Linked DNA regions of Danio rerio: region 1 is linked to region 2. A link is a contact called in public Hi-C data. All regions are on one chromosome and are shown on one strand. The core of a region is the stretch at or near the end of the contact, and the rest is flanking DNA. Distances in the headings are between cores, read along the strand shown.

Region 1 (3,823 bases), core at 363-2,862, 41 kb after region 2:
GCATAATGCTAAAATAAAGAGAGAGAGCACCCTGCAGAAGAAGCTTGGCACAGAAACTGGAATCAAACCTGAATATGCAAGTTTCATTTTGGTGCGAGTCCAGATCTGACACCAACCACCAATGTAGCACAATGGCACAGAGGTACAATTTGAACACCATGGTCGCATGAATATGATAATCCAATATACTGTATGTGATCTTCATAAGGAAAATTCTTAAGGAAAATTCTTAAATAAACATCAATTTAAATGACCAAGGTTTGACCTAATAATATAACAGTACAAAGTTAAGACAACCTAATCATTTAGTACAACAACAAACGACCCCTAGCATCCTTTATAGAGGCACATAGAATCCGGGTAAATCTATAACAGCACAACGTTCCTGATGAACCAGACATGTTCAAAGTACAAGAGAGTTATCATTTGTTTGATCTGTTAACTAAAAAAGAAAAACACCCACAAAACTCGACTGGCTGTTAAACTACATTTACTTGTGTGAGAACAATCCAATAAATGTAATTGTAACCGCTGGGATATAATAATACTTATTATACTCTTTAAATGTCTTATTGCTTTAGTCTTATTGCTCCAGTGAATGATTGCCAAACTACAGCAAGAAGCAGTTAATTTTTAATAAGTAAAGTTAGATGTGGCCCAAAGCAGGCTGTCAGGTGATCTCGACATATTTGAATTAACATCCAAACTACGTTAACCTACTTGCAATAAAACATTTGTCAACCAAACATGTGTCACGCGCGTCAGAGTTATGAAAACATTACAGTATCGAGCTCCGCTGGCTAGAATATGAGCACGTGCTTTGTAATTTATGCGCACACGAAGCCAACAGATTTAAAGTATGTTGCCTAGTAATGTCGACTTAACGGTCTCTGACCTAAAGCCGGCTAGCCAGACGTGGCTAATACTCAACTAAGCGGTTATTAAGCTGAACGACTTCGATAAATCGATACCTTTGCTTAGGAACTAATCTACAGGGCACCGAGCGAGGACACATAATGTTAACGTTAGCTTTTCAACATAATACAAGTAAACAGAGGTGCCGAACGGTTCGATAAAAGACAGTCTGGGTAGTTAAAACTCGTTTGTCATAATTATGAGTGTTCAGTTCTACGGGAAAAGTTAACGTTATGTTTAGGGGGAGGGTTCAAGGGGGTTGTGCCGATTCAGCACCACAGGCCTGAGCTCACCATGCCGCCGTGCTTCTCGCCGGTTTTCTCCTCTTGATCTCGGACGACTGATCCCGGCTCGACCTCCGCCTTCTGTTGCGCTTGGCCGCTGCTCTCCGAAGTCATCGGCCGCCTCTAGCTCTGCACCGGCCGGTCACTCTCCCTCTCTCTCCGCGATCTCCTCGCCCGCTCCTCTCGCCGGTTGAACGCAACAAGCACTTGCTCTAGCTAGTTAGGACAGGTTGCTCTTACCGTTTCAGAAAGTAAATGAAAAAGAAAACGGGGCCGCGCTAATAACACGAACGTCCGCGAATGTATCTCCAGAAGGGGTCTGCTTCATTCCCTAATTAGCCTTAAAGGAGATCAGCGAACGTTTCTGACAGAAGGCAGAAATTCACACACCGCCACCGTCCCGACAGACAATGCGACCACCCCCTCCATGGCGCTCGCTCTTCCCTGGCAACAGCGCTCAACACGCGTCGCGCCCGCATAGCAACCAGCAGGCGCCCTCGCCGCATAGCGACAGACGCTCCGAGAATCTGCAGCCGGGCAACAGCGAACATGACACAGCGAATCATCCGCGGGCCAAACACAGATCATCATCGCCGTCCACAGATCATGATGAAACAGCAAATAATTCACACAGAACAACAACAGACGACCATGACACAGAATCATCCACAGACGATAATAACACAGAATCATCCACAGACGATCATGACACAAATCATCGACATCCACAGACCATTCATAGACGACAATGGCAGAGCAACATCAACAGACCACAGATGATGATGACACAGCAAATCATCCACAGATCATCATGACACAGCAAATCATCGACACAGACCATCCACAGACCGTCATGACAAATCAAATCATCCACAGACCATCATGAAACATGAAATCATCCAAAAATTATTATGAGACAGCGAATCACCCATAAACATCCACAGAGACCATCATAACACAGCAAATCATCTTCACAGACCAACCACAGAAGACCATGTCACAGGATCATCTACCGACCATCCATAAACATACTGTATGATCACGACACAGCAAATGATACAGACCATCATAACACAGTAAATCATCGACACAAAATGTAGGGATGGTTTGCAGTTTGACCTAATGAATGATCAGTCTGATAGATGAAGAAGAGCCGGAGTCAGAGATTTGAATAAATCAAGTATCTTTAAGATAGTTTGCAGTTTCATCAGCAGAAGCCAGCTTCAACTAGATTTATTTATTTAAATCTCTGAGTCCCGCTCTTCTTCATCTACCAGACTGGTCATTCATTAGGTCAAACTGTAAACCATCCCTACAAGACCATTCATAGATGATAATGGAACAGAGAAACACCCACAGACCACCCACAGATGATGATGACACATCAAATCATTCACAGACCATCATGACACAGGAAATCATCCAAAATTTATTGTGACAGCGAATCATCCATAAACATCCACAGAGACCATCAAAACACAGCAAATTATCTTCACAGACCCACAGACAACCATGAGCCATGACACAGAATCATCTACAGACCAACCAATATAATACATAACATACTATATAATCACGTCACAAAGAATCATACAGACCATCATAACACAGCCAATCTTCGACACACACAGACCATTCATAGACGATCATGACACAGAGAATTATCCACAGACCATTATAACACAGCAAATGATTGACACAGATTATTTATAGCCTATCATGACAGAGAATTATCAATAGACGATCATGACACAGCGAATCATCCACTGATTATCATGACACAGAGAATCATCAAAAAATTATGACACAGCGAATCATTCACAAACCATCGAAAGACATCCTGGGATTTTTAATGACCACAGAGATTCAGGACCTTGGTTAAACATCTCATCCAAAAGATGGCGCTAACTGAACAGTATCGAGTCCCCGTCACTATACTGGGGCATTAGGATCCACACAGGATGCAGGTTGGGCACTCCCTGCTGGCCTCACTAACACTACTTCCGGCATCAACCTAGCTTTGCCATGTGGTCTCCCATCCAAGTACTGACCTGGCGCAGCCCTTAGCTTCAGTGGGCGACCATGTGAGAGTTGCAGAAAGCTAGCTGCCGGCTAATGACACAGAATCATCCACAGACAATCATGACACAGAATCATCCACAGACAATCATGACACAGAATCATCCAGACGGTCATGACGAGGGTATCACCTACAGACGATCATGACACAGAGAATTATCCACAGACAATCCTGATGAGGGGATCATCTACAGACGATCATGACACAGAAAATTATCTGCAGACGATCCTGATGAGAAGATCATCTACAGACGATCCTGACGAGGGGATCATCTACAGACGATAATGACACAGAGAATCATTCATAGACAATCATGACGGCAGACGGTAGATTTTTCTGATGAATCATCTGTTGAACAGCATCCCAATCATTACAAATACTGCAGAAGACCCATTGGAACCTGCATGGACCCAAGATTCTCACAGAAATCAGTCAAGTTTGGTGAAGGAAAAATCATGATTTGGGGTCACATTCAGTATAGGGGCATGCAAGAGATCTGCAGAGTGGATGGCAACATCAACAGCCTGAGGTATCAAGGAATTTG
Region 2 (4,133 bases), core at 1,053-3,552:
AAGTTGGTGTTTTACTCTGCTGTGGCGACCCCGGATTAATAAAGGGACTAAGCAAATGAATGAATGAACAAATGAATGTTTGCTCTCTAGAAAAATGAGGTTTTTATTTCTGAATATTTAAAAATTTATTTGAATAAGTTCATATCTTTTCAGTTCCTTTTTTAACTAACACTCACTGCATTTTAGTAGTAAGAAGCTACGATAGAGATTACTGAGCTGAAGCTTGACTACAAAATTAAATCGCAAATCAAATCGAAATTGCAATATCACAACTAAGATGACGTGCCAAACATGGAACAAAACGGAGGAAAAGAGGAATTTTGACATCATCTACCCATGACACTTTCACTATCACGCGTTCTGAAATGATTCCTCACAGCAAACATAAACAATCTGTAGTGGCAAGTTTGCACACAGCGTGCCTCAATAAAACCAGGAACAAATTTAAATTGTCACATGGATTGCATGATCAGATTCGGTGCTCCTATTGGTTCTTGGGTTGATGCTCATTGCAGCTGTTGTCTAACTGCAGGAAAGTGTCTGAAATCTTCTAAAACTACCAGAACTTCATCAGAGAGAAAATTTGATCGCAACAGGCATTAAGCGGCTGTTGGTGAACATGTCAAACAAACGATTAAAGATCACAGATTTTAGCCTGGAAGTTAATTTTTTAGGATTTCCCAAATTTCACTCAGATGACAAAACCGTTGCTGAAATCTCACAGTGCGAGCAGGGCTTAAAATTTCTCACCTGAAAAATTGATTTTATTAAAACTACTCTGGTTAAAATATTAGTTAAACAGTTTAATAAACCATTAAATCAGAGGTGCCCAAAGTTGGCCCATGGTAACCCATTGTTTGGTCCGCCATCTTATCTGAGAACTGAGGGAGAATGCTGGGGAGTTGGTTGGGGCGAATGCCTTTGACAGAGATAGTCATTTCAAATTTAAAGAAACAAAAGGTAACGTTGTTTAATTGAGGAACTACAAAAAGGCAACTAAAATGATATACTCTAAATACAATCAGTCTTTTAAAATGTAAATACTGCCACTTTACAGATAGAGGACAATGCACAATGCACATCAGTAAGCAAATCAAGGCAAAGGCAGGAGCAGCTCAACTAGTGTATTCAGCATTGATCAGCATTGTGTTATAAATAGTATCGTTTACGTTTTTACTGTAATTAATTATAAAACATTAAAAGTGATTGCATCATTATAATGTTTTAAAGCAACATTTTCTAGTTATTTTTAAATATTAGCAACAAATTAGGAAATTACACATGGCAAATTTATGATAATACTGTTTGTTATATTCAACTTCGGCCCACAGCCCTCAATCAAGTTTGGTTTTTGGCTTTTATAAAATATTTGGGCACATGCTAAAACATGCTATGCTTTTTATTACTTTGACCTATTGCCATTTTATGCAAAAAATAAACTGTAAATTACATTTTTGTATTTAAATGTATAAAAAATATGTGTGTAGGTGTGTATGTATTCTTTCGGATTAATTTAATGCATATATTCTAAATATTAATGTTAAAAGAATCTGAATTCAATGCTGAAAGTAAGTATGAAATAAAAGAGAAATAATACTGACCCCAAACTAATGAAAAACATCAGCATTAAAAAGAACAAAATCAGAAAAAATTATCTCATCACTCACAGTAAGTGAGACGTTAGCATTAGCCAGCTCCTCCGCACGCTTCTCCAGAGCACTGACCCACACTTTCCGCTTCTGCCGGCAACGAGAAGCAGCAGCTCTGTTTCGTTCAAGAAAGCGACGCCGGCGTTCATCCGGCTCAATATCAGCCCCGCGGCGTCTGCGTCCACCTTTTGGAGGAGCGGGAGATACCTGCAGGACAAAACCATGGCCTGTCAGATCCACTGAATGTGGGTTAAACAGAAAATAAGCTCAGCTGAAGCATTGCACGTATCCCATTTAAGCCCATTAAATGTAAGGATTATATGTAACACAGGTATGAGGTGTCTGTGAGCACCTGTGGTTGAGCAGGTGATGGTGTCTCAGTGTGATCAGTTTTTTGAATTGGTGCTGGTCCACTAGGACTCGGCTGAGATAGTGCTGCTTTTAGCCTCTAGATGGAGACAGATCCCATACACAAACACAAGCAAACACCACAGCGTGTAAATTAATGCTAAAAAAGCCCCGTGTGTTACATTAGTGTAGTTACTTAAAAGTTACATAATAAGCCCGTTTTCAGCATTTATACCTGAATAAACAGTGCATGTGCTAGTGTGGGTGTATGTGTGCTCATTCTCACCGTCTTGGCATCAGAGTGTGTACTGTATCCAGACGGAGAGGAGGAGCCGCTGCTGCTTCCGCCAATAGGAGGGCCTGGAATCCCTGGGATATTGGGCACTGTGTTTGATGATCTGGCAAGCTATATATATACACACACACATAGCAACACGAGTTTAATGTACTATAGACACAAATACAAAACAGATGTGTTGTTGTTTTGAGGGTCGTGCTGCTGAAAATGTTTTCACAGATACAGGAAGATAGTAAATGCCATTATTTTAAGAACAAAGCATGTCTGTGGGAGGTTTTCACAAGTAGGGATGTAGGGCATATTTTCAGATATAACTAGAGAGAGAGGGGGTAAACAACATTGCATATTTTAAATGATTGAGTCGCTAGGATTGTTCACATTAGATGTATTCTTGGATTTCAAAACAGCTGGACAGAGTGCAACAGACTTCATAAATGCTGGACTATTTTTAACTTGACATGCTGATGGTGTAAAAAGGTTAAACAAAAGCAAAAAAAAAAAAAAAGAAGGCAAAAGCACACATAACAGATATTCCACAAGTGGGTAAGCTAAACAGCTATGGCCTTTTACTGAAAATGATTAAACTACACTTATTATACAGTGTTTGTATACTTTACATATTTCACTCAAAACTCAATTCAGGAAATTTACTGAAGGCAGGAGATGGTCAAATAAAATGCATAGCTAGTAGTAAAGCACACTAACTTGTTTAACTAATGGATGAAGCAGCATTTTTAAAAAATCTTGTCAATAAACTATTCAATGGCCATGTTTCCATCCACCTATTTTTATGGGCATTTTGAATATATGCATAAAAATGGTTGATGGAAATGCCAAGATGCGCATACATTTTGAAAAATGTGCATAAAAGACGTATGTGCATAACGGAGTAGGATAAACTATTTATTCGATAAGAAAAGATGCGCACAATCTACGATGGAAACACTTTTACCAAACAAATTCCAGTATGTGCATTAAAGAAGTCATGTGATTTTGTTATAAGAGATCATGTGATATTAAAAATGTATGGCGTGTGAATGGACAAACCAGCAGGCTGAACACATTGTAAAACATCTGAAATGTTGTATTGGTCATACTAAAATGCCTAAACCACTTCAGTATTAGCGTTTTTATATCATTAATTACTTTCAGAATTATTAAGAGCAGAGGTCTCAAACTGACACCCCTCCTCCTCCCTCCAGCCCCCAACTGACGTCAAAAATATAACAAGATTCGGACAGACAAAACTGTTTTTTGAATCACTAATATTGTTGTTGACTTTTAAGGTACTGTACTATATATTTGGGTTACTTTCGTTTTTTCTCAGTATGCGGTCGAGTGTAACGCACATGCAGATTATTTCTGGGGCTGATTTAAGCGTAAAAATACATGTGCGTAAGTGCTCTTTTTTACTAAAGCTCTATTATTTTAAATATTCAAGGGTCATTTAATTATAATCAGTTTTATACCACTTGTATCTTGTTGTAAAAACACCTCTTCATGACTCACACATTATGCTGGTGGTGTAAATATTATAATTTTGCTAATTTTTGGTTCAAATGGTCTGATTAATAGATTTTCCCAATAAGGATGTTCAAACTGCCCTCCTATGAATTCTCAGTCACTGACATGGTCCCGCCAATTTGAGTTTAAGACCCCTGGTCAAGAGCATCGTGCTCCACATCTAATGCCTTCAAACGACACCACCCAATCATTACATGTCAGCATTGTTATCAGAGACGCAACTAATTTATTAAAAGAAAAAATATTTACGCAGCTTCAACCGCAGAAAATTCTGCTTTTACTTTGGATGTTTAGCGACAGCTGATCAGGAATTG

What was found. A called contact is a pair of places that touch in the nucleus more often than the background predicts.
Region 1: a contact with region 2 is called in a Hi-C map of an unstated tissue, with 1.9 times the contacts expected there. The contact joins the promoter of larp4ab here to the enhancer-like site in region 2. A contact is called at or near these places in 3 of 18 Hi-C or Micro-C datasets (caudal fin, hematopoietic stem cells and an unstated tissue).

What each region holds. Positions count from the first base shown.
Region 1 is chr6:42,208,850-42,212,672 of GRCz12tu, forward strand. larp4ab (La ribonucleoprotein 4Ab) reads right to left here and starts at 1,613. Exons shown (of 16, transcript XM_073954384.1): 1 at 1,209-1,613. The coding sequence starts at 1,313.
Region 2 is chr6:42,167,334-42,171,466 of GRCz12tu, forward strand. It overlaps atf7b (activating transcription factor 7b), which reads right to left. Exons shown (of 10, transcript NM_001025549.1): 7 at 2,284-2,403; 8 at 1,668-1,856. Among named protein-coding and RNA genes, the nearest start is that of atf7b, 12 kb to the right of the region's middle. Within about 2 kb of position 2,303, at least 5 of the 62 cell types and tissues checked have an H3K27ac peak or open chromatin away from gene starts, as enhancers often do.